2 separate regions of the Rattus norvegicus genome follow, and region 2 is linked to region 1. A link is a contact called in public Hi-C data. All regions are on one chromosome and are shown on one strand. Each heading gives the region's core, a stretch centred on a gene start, on an enhancer-like site or on the middle of the called end of the contact. The rest is flanking DNA. Distances are from core to core; before and after follow the strand shown.

Region 1 (6,749 bases), core at 2,568-5,067:
CCATGGGGCTGCTGGAGGCTCCACTAACCGAAGCTGGAGAGGGAATAGAGACAGACTAGAGAAACATTAGAAAGAGCAAGTGGTATGCCAGGTTAGGGCATGAGGGCATAGGAGCAGACGGCAGCCAAAGTCATAACACCTTGTTGCAGGAGGCACTGACTCAGAAGGGTTTAGAGGGGGAACCTAGAGAGGGTAAACCCACCCCCCCACCCCCGGAGATTCTGGGAGTGTTTTGCTGTTGTTGTTGCTTTTGAAAAAAAGATCTTTTAAAGAAGCCTAAGAAGGTTGTTGGGGGTACAGTAGAAAAGTGGGTAACCCCACAGGTATACCACTTTTTTACCCACAGGATTTCAAACATACAGGAAAGCCCCACTGTTTAAAAGGCAGCCGCCGATTTCGATAGTCACCACTTTCCCATCTGTTTAGGACATGAAAGGAGTGCTCAACCCCATTGGTCCAGGTTGCAGGGCAACAAAGAAGGCATTGTTTATATTTCTTCAAACAAGATAGGGCTCAGCCCACTCTGCAGCATATTCTCTCTCTCTCTCTCTCTCTCTCTCTCTCTCTCTCTCTCTCTCTCTCTCACACACACACACACACACACACACACACACACACACACACACACACACAAACACACAGGGACCCCCATGGGAGCACCCCAAGGGGCAAGTCAACACTGAAGTAAGGGTTTGTCTGCAAACCGTGGGGAGGGCTGTCCTGGTAAGCAGAAGAGAGGCTTAGAAGGTAAAATGGTGCTCACCCAGGGCAAACAAGTTTCTAATTCAAGTCGGTGGAGTGTGTGGTTAGTGGCCAGGTGACGTGAACCAAGCAGGTAGCATATCAGCCCTACATGTGTTACTTAAGAGCCGTCTCTACTAGTTAGTCTGATCCCCTTAGATGGCTTGTCTCCAAGCCCTGCAGTCCACACTTTCCTCAGGACCATCTAAGGAGAACCCTGGTGTCTTTTCTCCACGATGAACCTTTTTTTATGGCTTTTCGATGTCTAAAGAGAAGGTTCAGAGTCCTTTATAAAGCAGGATGTCCAAAGGTCTTGTGTGGTGGTCTCAAATTTCTTGCTTGCCCCTTCACACACTCTGAATGCCCTATGACAGAAGACATCAGGTTCTGTGCCTTAAACAAGATGGGTCCTCCCTTCCTCTCCTGCCCCATGACTCAGCATATTTCAACCACCTCGACCATACTTTTCTGAGGTATAGAACACAGAACCTCTCCGTCAGTAACTTTAGTAGAAGCTTAACGTATGACTAATTCTCCTACATCGATTTACTTCTGTCTACTGCCTCTTTTAATGGCACTCCCAGGGGAATCTTCTGGGAAATCTATAGACGGCAGCGATACCACACAGATACCTGGCAAGGAGTTCTCTAAAGGCACAGTTATGTACCACACCTGATGAAGATGTGGCTAAAGGTACCCCTCCGGATCCAAACCCCTCGCCTCCAGCATCTAAGCCCCCAAAGAGGGAACAGAATCCCCAAGCATTGGCCGGAAAGCACGGTTCTGTGCGCCCCTGCAGAAGGTTGTAGAATACTCCGTGGGAGCTGCCACTATATCTCTCATCGTGGTAATCCCAGGGTTTAACAATGTCTGGCGTTCCACCATAAAAGAGAGGGGGGCTTGCCCAAGGTCATGCAGTCAAGGAACCACCTCATCCCGGATCAGAGCTGGAGAAATCATTCACATGATCTCAGTGGGAGGTTGGGGGAGGGGAGGAAGGGACGAGCCAGTGCGCCTTGTGTGCCAGGCCTCCCGGACGCGGGAAAGACTGGGGGCGGGGATCAAACAACGCGCTGGGATCCCGAGCTGCCCGGAGTTCAGGGCGGCGGGAAAACTGAGGGGTCTGGGGCACCCGGGTAGAGGCGAGGGGCGGACGACCGGGGCAGGCAGGCAGCCTCCGGGGCAGTGCGCGCCACCCGCGCCGCGCGGCAAATCCCCCAGGGAGGCCGCCGCCAGAGCCCTGGCGCTCCCGGCCCGGCGCCCGCCACGTGGCACCCGGCGGCGGCGGCGGCGACTCCTCCCGGCGCGCGGCCCCGGCCAGCCGGCAGCACGCAGCCGCCCGTCTCTTCCCAGCCGTCCGCCGGCGGCCTCCTGGACTCAGCGAAGGACCCGGGGAAGGGGCGGGCGACCGCGAAGACGCTGTGACCGCAAGCCGCTGAGCGGAGGCAGGAGGCTGACCCGGCCGCTTCCTAAGTGCGGTCAGGCATCTCGTGACCGCGGCGGGCGCCCGGGCCCCTCCCCCGCCGCAGTCGCCGGGGAGGTTTCGGCCTCGCTCAAATCCCCAAGCCCGGAGTCCGGGCGGGCTGGGGGTGGGAAGAAGGGGGGGGACACGAATTCCCCGATCGCCACTCCTGGGCGTGCGCTCCCCGCCCGGAAGGGCTGACCTTGGCCAGGGCGGGGGAAGGGAGGCCAGCGCGGGGGCTCAGCTTTCAGACCGCCGCCCCCACGGATTCCTGGCTCGCCCAGGCCGGAGGAGGGGGCCCCGGACACACGGACACACACACAGGCACACACTCGCACGCACACACCCCACACGCAGCGCGCGCCAATGAGCCCGGGCCAGGCGCAGGGGGCGGGGTTTTCCCAGGCTCGAGCACAGCAGCTGCTATTTACCTTCTTGGCTTCTCCCGGGGACTAGAGGCGGCCCCCGCTCCCGGCCGCCCGCCGCCGGCCTCCGCCTCCCTGCCCCCGGGGCGCGCGCACACACACTCACACACGCACGCACACACACATCCTCTGGGCCCCGGCCGCAGCCGCGGCGGCAATAAAACATCCTGGCACGTGCTCCGACTCCAGGCGCGCCCTCGCCGGCCGGCTGATGTCAAACTGCAGCTCGGCTGGTGGAGCTCTTAAAGGGCTCGCGCGCCGGGCGCCGAGGCCGCCTTGGCCGCCCGCGGGGTGAGGAGAGAGGACCAACTCCCTTGTCTCCGGTCTCTCCCCACTGCCAACTGAGAGCCTGAAGAGGTAGAGAGTGGCAGAGGAGCGAGCGCGCCCCTCCTGTGGCATTGCTATCAAAGCCCCCTTGTTCATTTTTTTCATTTGAAATTCCATTTCCTTTCTGCCCAGTAGGAAATTATTCTGATTGTTTCCTGGAGAAGCGTGAGGTCTAAAACTGCAATTCCAGGAGAGGAATGAACGGGCTGGATAGGAGACAGGCACCCAAAAGGCACCTTGCTCCTCCGAAAACCCTGCCTGTGAAGGCATTTGGGGGGAGGATAAGGGAGTATTTGGGTTTTTTTGGGGGGTGGTATTGACCCTCCGCCCCACATGAGCAGTTTTCACTCCACTAAACATACAGAGTTCGAACAGAATTCATGAAGACAGAAATTTAATCACTTAATTTTGGCCTATATCTTTTCAAAATATTTTTCAAACGAACTTATTATATAAAGTAGCTATATTGCTTGTAGGAAGAAAAACAAAAACCAAAGATGTGGCCACAAAAGAAATAGACCAGACTAAAACCAAGACGGGGGAAAAAAAATCCTCTAAAGCAAAGCCCAGAGGAGTTAGCAAAGGGTTAAAATCCTTTTGATTGACGTTGTAGCCTCCGGTGCCCTGGGCTCAGGCGCGCGCCATTGGCCGCCAGACCTTGTGCCTGGCGGCCAATGGGGGGGCGCAGTCCACGAGCGGTGCCGCGTGTCTCTTCCTCCCATTGGCTGAAAGTTACTGTGGGAAAGAAAGTTTGGGAAGTTTCACACGAGCCGTTCGCGTGCAGTCCCAGATATATATAGAGGCCGCCAGGGCCTGCGGATCACACTGGATCTGGAGCTGGTGCTGATAACAGCGGAATCCCCCGTCTACCTCTCTCCTTGGTCCTGGAATAGCGCTACCGATCACAAAGTAGCCCTAAGACATAATAAACCCTCAACTGCTCCGTAGTTTTTCTTATGAAAGCCAAGTAAAGGGGACGTAAGCAAAAAAATATTTTTTTTGCGTGAAGGATTCCAAAAATAAAATTCTCTGGGGATTGAGAAGAAAGAAAAAAAGGAAAATGCCAGCTGATATAATGGAGAAAAATTCCTCGTCCCCGGTGGCTGCTACCCCAGCCAGTGTCAACACGACACCGGACAAACCAAAGACAGCCTCTGAGCACAGAAAGGTAAGACAGTACCTGCATCTCTCTAATGGCCCTAGAAATTAAATGGGGTGCGCGCAATGGGGTTCCTTTTACTTTTCTCTTAAAATCTCGGGGTGAAATGGCAGATCCCGTGGGAACTCAGGACCTCTTTTCCCCCCTTTGCAGTCATCAAAGCCTATCATGGAGAAGAGGCGCCGGGCAAGAATAAATGAAAGTTTGAGCCAACTGAAAACACTGATTTTGGATGCACTTAAGAAAGATGTAAGTGAGCAATGCATTTTTTTAAATGAAATTACGAATGTAATGGCATTTCCCAGGCACAAAGAGCTAAACTCTTTGCCTGCTGTGTGTGGATCTTACCCCACCAGCACTGCGTTCCCACAGGCGGGAGAGAGGCCGCAAGACCCTGGGATGTGGGACATGCGGATGGGGAGCTTCAGAACTCGGAGGCAGCTGACAAGGGGGGTCTCACTTTCATCCCTTGTTTCCCCTGCGCAGAGCTCCCGGCATTCCAAGCTGGAGAAGGCAGACATTCTGGAAATGACAGTGAAGCACCTCCGGAACCTGCAGCGGGCGCAGATGACCGGTGAGGACCGCGCGTGCGTCCCCTCTCTGCGGGTGTCCCTCTCGGCCCGCGCTGATTTCTTCCAGACTTCCGCCCGCGGTTGTGAGAGGCATTCAGCTACATTTTACTGCCTTGGCTCACTCCGCGTTCCCACGGTCTGGGTCTTATTTATAGCCACAACTCCCAAGTTGTTACTGCTCCGGAAATGGAGGGAGAGGTTGTAGCCGAGAAGGGTGGTGGGCAGCTTGGCTGTTGTGGAAGCCGGTGAGGGCGAAAGGACGTAGGACTGAGGCAGTTTGAGGCTGGATAGAAGGTAGGGGTCAGTGGCTTAGCACCGGTCCAACCCCTGCCGCAGGAGGGGAAGTAGGGTTTGGAAGGCGCCTTGGGTGGCATTGCCCAAGGTCAGGTCCCGCGCGGGACTAGGGATAGCAGATCTGGAGCTGAGATCGGTTTAGATGGAGGGAGTGTCCTGGCTTCTGTACCCAACCTAGGGAGAAGGAGCTGGCTGTTCTTAGCCTACCCCACCCTCCCAACCCCAGGTGGTTCCGGAGGCGCGCGGCGGGGACCTCCCAGGGCCGGAGGCTGTGGCTCCGGGGCCAGGGCTGTTCGGTGACCCGTCTTTTCTCCTTCTGGCCTGCAGCCGCTCTCAGCACAGACCCGAGCGTGTTGGGGAAGTACCGCGCCGGCTTCAGCGAGTGCATGAACGAGGTGACCCGCTTCCTGTCCACGTGTGAGGGCGTTAACACCGAGGTGCGCACTCGGCTGCTGGGCCACCTGGCCAACTGCATGACCCAGATCAACGCCATGACCTACCCCGGGCAGGCGCACCCCGCCTTGCAGGCGCCGCCGCCGCCGCCCCCGTCAGGACCTGGCGGTCCCCAGCACGCGCCATTCGCGCCGCCGCCGCCGCTTGTGCCCATCCCCGGGGGCGCGGCGCCCCCTCCCGGCAGCGCACCCTGCAAGTTGGGCAGCCAGGCTGGAGAGGCTGCCAAGGTTTTTGGCGGCTTCCAAGTGGTGCCGGCTCCTGACGGCCAATTTGCTTTCCTCATCCCCAATGGGGCCTTCGCCCACAGCGGCCCGGTCATCCCGGTCTACACCAGCAACAGCGGGACCTCGGTGGGTCCTAACGCAGTGTCGCCTTCCAGCGGCTCCTCGCTCACTGCGGACTCCATGTGGAGGCCGTGGCGGAACTGAGGGGCTCAGGCCACTGCTAATCATAAACTCCCTAGCCCACCTCTCTCTTCTGACGGACACTAAATACGAACTTGGACTTTAGGAGAGACTTTTATAAGTCGGTGGTTACTTTGTTGCTTTTTTAAATTCTAAAAAGTTACTTTTTGTAGAGAGCTGTATTAAGTGACTGACCATGCACTGCATTTGTATATATTTTATATGTTCATATTGGATTGCGCCTTTGTATTATAAAAGTTGAGATGACATTTCGTTTTTTACACGAGATTTCTTTTTTTATGTGATGCCAAAGATGTTTGAAAAATGCTCTTAAAATATCTTCCTTTGGGGAAGTTTATTTGAGAAAATATAATAAAAGAGTGAAGGCTTTTACGTCTTGGAACTGGTTATTTCAAAGGGGGGGATTTAATTCATGTAGTTTGGGGATTCAGAAATCAGATACTTTTTTTAACGTTTTGAACAGGAATCATCATACCTTTCACCAACACTCAATGATCTGAAAAGGTCTAATTTATGAGAACTCATTTATGAGATGAGGTTTTCCTGATAAACTTAAAGACAAACAGTCCTTATTTTTTTTTTTCCTTCCGAAAGGGCTACACTCCCAACTTACTCCCAGGGGTAGCCACTAACCTCCCAAAGTAACAAACGCTAAGCCACACCGCAGCCCTCCAGTGTTGGGATCTTCATTAGTCTATCCTTCGGTGCGGCTAGGCAGCCCCTAGCACCCGCATCACAGTTTGAAATACCTCTCTTCACCCTCTTCAAGCAAGCTGAAAAGGTCAACAGATTCTCTCTGCCAGGGGACAACTAGTTAGACTCCCAAGTGGAGCCCGGGCCAGATGATTAACAGCAGACATATGTTTTTGATAAGTTTCTGCGCTTGACTTT
Region 2 (6,749 bases), core at 1,540-4,039, 230 kb before region 1:
CACACACACACACACACACACACACCCGACAGTGATGAACACTTGAAACTAACCTGGTGGTGGGGTGGGGGGAACCAACCTTAGTGAATCCCAACAGACAAGATGGCCTAATCATTTCTCCTTTATTTTTTATGGAGTTTCTCCCCCAAAGCCCAGGAGCCCTGTTATTTCAGGGATCTTTTGGCCTCTGAGATTCTCTTACTCGAGGCCAAGGTGAGTCTACCATTTGGCCACATTAAGGAAAGCAAAACGACTGTAACAAATCACAAACCACCCCCTAAATCTCAAAGGCTCCATCCAATGTTTACTTCTTGCTGGGGCAAACACTACACACTTTAGCTCTTAGGGGTCTGTCTTCATTCTACCTTGGGGGCCTAGGGGGCTTCCGTTTACCACTAGCCTGTGGGGCGATCCTGCCTGGACCAAGAACTTCCCTTCAGTTACAGGATGGAGCTGATGTCCCCGCCCACGAAGCTTATTGCACTGTCATGGTTGCCAATGCTTAATACATAATCACTACAGTTATAACCATTGGCATTCATTAACTCCTATTAAAGGCACTGTGCTGTATGTTTTATGAACATCATCTCATTTAGTCCTTATAACACCACAGTCACGAGGTTAAGAAGTGGGAGCGATATTTGCACTCAGATATGAAATACAACTGTAGTGTATCTGGCTCTCTCCCATCAGACTTTGTATCTTACTGATCTTCCTTTCAGCAACACTCTTGGCCCAGTGTTGGTTGATGAACATTGCCCACCTCCACTCTGGTATCTAGCCTCATGTCACCTTAGAGGAGTGCTCAGGGCTCAGCGTACACTAGGTGCTTAGGAAATAACTGTCCAGGCTGTGTGATCTGCCTTCACACTGCAAATTATTATGGGAAAAATAGTCCTGTGTTGTTTTCCTTTCCCTGTTCAGAGCTGTACCAAAACCACAGGTACAAAGCAGAGGGCCACTAAGTCCAGAATGTTGACGTCCTCACAGCCGGGAGTGGAGGAATCCACCAGCTGCAGCCTGTTAGTTCTCCTGGTGAAAGCCTAGAGGGGGCTGATGCCTGTTCCCTCTCCGCCAGTTCCCAGGCATCTGGGTCGCCTCCACAAGCCTTAATCAAGTCATCATATCTGGCCAGTGTCTCCTGGATCCTGTCACTTCTGAATGAGAAAAAAAATTGCAGACAAATTTCTATCAGCAGGAAGTTGGTGCTCTCCTGCAAGGCTGGATGAAAAGCACTTGTGACGTCAGCAGTCTCCTGCCTTCCTGCTCCTGCTGCAAGCTTTGAGGCTGCAGGGTCCTCTGTGTACGCCCCCTACAGCCCACCTGCCCCTCTGAGTCCCGTTCAGGTCTCACAACCCCCTGGGCTGCACTGGATGAGCCCAAAGCTTCCTAGTCATGGACATTGCTGACTTGGACTGGTCAAATAAGAAGGCTCTGCCCCACGCTGAGAATCTTACCAGCACCAGCGAACCCTGGCCTCGCCATTGTCCCCTCGGTAAGGAGCATTTGATTGAGTGCCAGGACAGCTTGTTGTAACTTATAAAGGCCTGGTTTGAAGGAAGGGCTGCCTGGCCTCTCTCTGCACGACTGATAATTTTCACTCTGTAGTAAGAACTGTGAGAGACAAACCAAAAGCACTACTCACCCTTCATCAGATTTTTCTTTTGCCTCCCTCCCGACGGAGTTTTGCTGGAGGAAAAGAGCTGAGAGGATAAAGATATTGGTAGAGCTTAATGCCATAAATCTGATTAATTTACCTTGTGACACTCGTCACAAAAAAGTTAAGGGTCAGAGTCTTGCCTGAGACCTGACCTTTCACCTGCAGCCAAGGCGGTCACAATGGGGGCCTACGGGCCTTTCACAGCTACCTGCTGCTTTGGACAATGCAATTGGACACAGTGTTCAACAAGATGGAGAATACCTCAGAGTCCAGCCCCTTGTTCTCTCTGTCTGTGGCCTGGCAAGCGTCCAGGATAGCATCTTCACTCTCCAGATGGGACCAGACAAGAGCCACCTCTGGGACTCAGGGACAGAAACCGCGAAGAGAGGGGTCTCAGTGGTGTGCTTGCAAACTTATACTTACTTATAGAATAAGTTGACCAAGTCCGGGTCCTTCGCTAAGGAAACACAGGGCCCGTGTTGTTCTCCATGCAAGATGCAACTGGTACCTAATAAAATGGATTGTCCTTCCTGTCTGCTCACAGGGCAACTAATGGACACTTGTGACAGTAGATTATGCAAAGGAGGAGATACAAGAAAGGCATCTAGATTTCCTAGTCTTGGGCAAGCGGACTGATCTTCCTGCGACTCTTTGGCTTCCTGATTCATTTTTGTTTGTTTGTTTGTTTTAAGACATACCCTCCCTCCAATGACCTCAAACCCCTGGCCTGCCTCCTGAGTCCTGGGTTTCCAGACTTGAATGGCTACACGTGGCTTGCATCATTTGTTTGTTTGAGGCAGGGTTTCTCTGTATAACCAGCTCTGGCTATCCTGAACTCTGCTTTGTAGACCAAGTGGGCCTCGAACTAACAGATATCCTCCTACCTCTGCCTACCAAGTGCTGGTATCAAAGGCGTTCCCCACCATGCCCAGCTGACTTGAATCTCTTAAATGTCATCCGTGCACCCAAGGAACCGCGGTGAAGAGATCCATGCCCCCTCTACCGCCGTTCACATTCATGTTTTCTTTTTTTTTTTTTCTTTTTTAAATCCCTCAGGCTGAGCAGTCTGAGCATGCGAGGCATGACTAGCTTGTCTAAGCACCCCGCCCCCACTTCCCAGTTGTGGTGGTGCCGTCTGGGAACATCTAAGACACTTCCCGAGGTTTCTGTGTCCCCGCATGTTGCCACCCTGTGCTGCCAGCAACGCTTGCAGCTTTCTGGTTTTGTATTTCATCTCAGCCTTAGCAGGATGTGTTAACAGGGAGAGCATCTGGCAGAATGGCACCGCGAAATGGGAACCAGACGCTCGGTCGAGCGCCACCGAGAGCTGTTTATCCGTGGAATTAACCTTTTGTTCAGCGTTTGCTTTGTGGCAGGCTTGCGCTGTGCTTTTAAATTCGCACCCTGCCCTGTGTCGCCAAGAGGCAGCCGGGTTCTGCTGAGTCAGCGCTTCCCCGGGCCTGGCCGAAAGCGAAAGCGGTTCTGAGCAACTGGCAGCAAGGAAAACTTGCAGCATCCCCCTCTCTGGCAGTCACCTTTGGCTTCCTGTCGATTTACAACGGCAGCAGAGGGGCCCAGGTGGACTCAAGTGAGACTCTCAGACAGGCCCAGCTCCTCTGACTACTGGAATTGTGTCTAGACGAGAGGAAAGGCCCACGCACCTCCTGAATTCGCTTTGAAACAACTCAAAAGTGTGAAAGGAATTTACAGCCACAGGAAGGCCTGGAGCATCCAGGCAAGACACCAGGATGGCTCTAGAAGAGAGGAGGGAAGGAAGGATGAAGGGAAAAGATAGAAGGAGAGGGAGGAAGGAAGGGAGGGAGGGAGGGAGTCGAACGCTGAATTAGCCTGCCCTCCAAGTGGTGATGCTTACTGGTGGTCAGGCAGATTATTCGTCATGACTCAGCTCTGCGAGGGACCACACACCTTTCACGTGTCAGTCTGCAGAGGATGGGATGGTGCTGGGCTTAGTACCAGGGTAGTTGGGATTGGTCCATGATTTTTGATAGTTTACACGGAAGCCCCAGATAGAAAACAGGTCAAAGTGCCCGGGCTCTGGTTGAAGGACTAGGTGGCCAGGAGCCCAAGGTCCTGCTATATTGCTTCCACCCTTCCCCCAACAGTGGGCCCTCCTAAGGAGAGAACCCACAGGAGACCTAGTTCCAGCAGCAGGTACAAGACACCTTCCCTCTCACCCAAGGTGAACTGTATCCCTGCGTTTTCCACCAAAGGGGATCATAGGCTGCTGGGATAGAAAGATAAACAGAAGGAAGCAGGCTTGGGGCTGGGTTCTCCCTGTGGCAGACACACATTCCCAGGCTGTAGCGTACTGCACGTGACCAGAACTTCCTTGAACTGCATCCCTCACCCGCCCCAGGTCCAGATAACCCAGCTTCGTCTGGGTGCCTTGTAATCTCAGAGATTTCATTTTACATTGAAAATATAAGCATCACAGTAGAGGGGAAAGCTTCATCTATTCATCAGGTGCTTATGAAAAAGGTTTACTTGTGACTACTTACAGATTTTTAAAAAAATAGGAAAATGCAAGAAAACTAGACAATAAGCTATGTGCTCTCCGAGGGACTTAGCACTTGAGGCTGGTGTCTAACAGGACAAACTTGAGGTTTGGGAAAGGACGTGTTTTAGTGGAGAAATGGGTGAGAGGCTGAGATATCATTTGAATAGATGAAAAAAAATGTGAACAAAACATTGTTTTGGAAGAGTATCCAGTCTGGCAACTTAATACCCAGTGCTGGCATCTGGAAAAATCTGATTTGACAATTTGGTCGAGAAAATGAAAAAGAAAAAAGCTAAAGAAGAAAACAAGAAAGGATTGTTGTATGACCCAGGGAAGCAGCCCCCAAATTCCAAAGATCCAGAGTTTATCATCCGTAGAGCTCGGGTAACATAAAGGGCAGACTGGGTCCGGAAACACTCCAGAAGGGTGTCTAGGGGTGAGGAGAGGGACAGCTCTTCAGTGAACTCCACAAGGCAGTCAGCGGTGAAGGGAAGAAGGCCAGAGAGAGCTGCCAGCGGCTGTGATGTGGCCGTATGGCCCAGAGGAAACGGCTCTCCCAACCTGCTATTAAAGCAGCTGCGGTCAGACCCATGGTGACAGCTCAGTGCTGGCACGGAGCGCAAGACGCGGGCCGGCTGGCCGGCCCTGGCCATTAGGATTAGTGGGAATAGACAGTTAGTTCTCTCCAGCCCTGGACCAGGGTACACCCTGCAAACTCACTCTAGCAGCTTAACTGTTCTGTGCCCACATGTTCTCTTGCTGACCAGACAGTTGATGCTGTACCTTCCTTTCTACGGCTAAAATCTTGCTTAAATCTTCCACCCGCCTACAGGTTTGCATGAAGTGAAAGACGCAGACCTTAAATGTTCAGTGAAGTTTAACAAACGAATGTGTCCATGTGACCTATCACCCAGTCAGAAACATAATATTCCTACCACTCTGGAGGTTTCCTTCATTCCCTAACCTTGTGTCCCTCTGTCTGCATACAGCATGAAGCAACCAATAACCTCGTTTCTGACCCCCAGATTGGATTTGTTTCTCTACAATGGCATAGAAGTGGAACGATGTGCTGTGCCTTCCTTTCTGGCTGGCTTCCTTTGCTTGGCGTGCTTCTGAGGCCTGTGTTATTGCAGGCTTCAGTGGTCGGTTATTCTATTCTCTGTTTGTTCTGGATGATCTCTCATGGCATGGATGTACCAGGATCGGCTACTGATTCCTGTATCCATTTCTGGACATCTGAGATGCACGCTGTTTAAGCCTTTGTTAATAAGACTGCCATGAAAATGCCTGAGGAGGCCAACGTGAATTCACTCAACCTGATTTCATTTTTCTGAGGCAAATATCTGCCCGTGGAGTTGCTTGATAGTGGGGTAGGGATGTGTTAAAATTCCAGGCAGATTTCCCATGTGGATGGTTAGAATTTCACGACTTAAAGCAGGAATTTAAATATGGCACCTGTGTGTTTCAGGCACATAAACATATATACTCTCAAGAGGGCATTGGCTTAGACAGTGTCTTGCAGTGGCCATGTGGGAGCCGTGACAGCTGCAATGGCTGTCATTTTCTCCTTTCTTGAGAAAACCACTTTGAACAGATGGTGTCTAGGATGTTTCTAGCTGTGCTATGACACAGAATCTCCCACTAATTTTAGGCAAGAAAACATTAGTGATTATCTTCCTTAACAATTGTTATCTCCTTTGCAACTTATGAATGGAGTTATTTGATGTGTTCATCTAACAGCCTCAGGCCCTGACTCAGATATAGCACTCGCGCTAGGTAGTTTGAGATCAACTTGATACAAGTTAGAGCCATTTGGGAAGAGAGAAGCTCAGCTAAGAAAATATTCCCTGTCAGATTGGCTTATGGGGAAGCCTATGGTGCATCTTCTAGATTGACGTGGGCCCAGCTTGATGGGTGGCACCACCCCTAGGCGAGTGGTCCCGGGTGCTCTACGAAAGCAGGCTGTGCAAGCCATGGGGAGCAAGCCAATAAGCAGCATCCTTCCATGGCCTCTGCTTCAGTTCCTGCCTCCAGGTTTCGACTTTGCGTCCCCACCTCAGCTTCTCTCGCCAATTGAGTGAGAGCTGAGAGTCGTAATCTGAGATGCATTCTTTCTTTCCCGGACTGCTTTTAGTGTTAGCATAGCATGAGAAACCCTAAGTTTAATCAGCAAAAGCAGCAGCAATGGCTCGCAGAACTAAAGCAGGTCCAGAGGTCAAGGCTGGCATTCAAATGTGGGATGAACAAACTTCTGCTACATCTCCTCGTGTTTCCTTGGCTTTGCCCTCCTCTCTCTGATGATTTCATCATATTCTTAGCTTATAGATAGAAGGCAGCAACCTAGCCCTCCCTTCTCCGTGCAGAGAAGCTACCATTCCAGATGTGCTTCCTTATGACAAAGCATCTTCTTTTCTAGAAACTTCTAAAAAAAAAAGCCTTTCGTGTCTCATTAGTCTATATTAAACGGTGTACCCTTCCCTACCCAACCTTCACAGTCAGGACAATGCCCTGAGATCACTGGTGTAGGATTGGGATCCTGGGTGGTCAATTTGTTGGAGTCCGAGGTTGTCA

What was found. Hi-C and Micro-C count contacts between places; a contact is called where the count stands out from the background.
Region 2: a Hi-C map of liver shows a contact between it and region 1, with 4 times the contacts expected there. The contact joins the enhancer-like site here to the promoter of Hes1 in region 1. A contact is called at or near these places in 2 of 12 Hi-C or Micro-C datasets (kidney and liver).

The regions. Positions count from the first base shown.
Region 1 is chr11:84,210,113-84,216,861 of GRCr8, reverse strand. It overlaps Hes1 (hes family bHLH transcription factor 1), which reads left to right and starts at 3,817. Exons shown (of 4, transcript NM_024360.4): 1 at 3,817-4,123; 2 at 4,268-4,363; 3 at 4,601-4,688; 4 at 5,308-6,230. The coding sequence starts at 4,016. The coding sequence ends at 5,861.
Region 2 is chr11:84,434,986-84,441,734 of GRCr8, reverse strand. No RefSeq gene overlaps it. Among named protein-coding and RNA genes, the nearest start is that of Hes1, 230 kb to the right of the region's middle. Within about 2 kb of position 2,789, at least 26 of the 93 cell types and tissues checked have an H3K27ac peak or open chromatin away from gene starts, as enhancers often do. A contact at or near this core is called in liver, where this site is marked.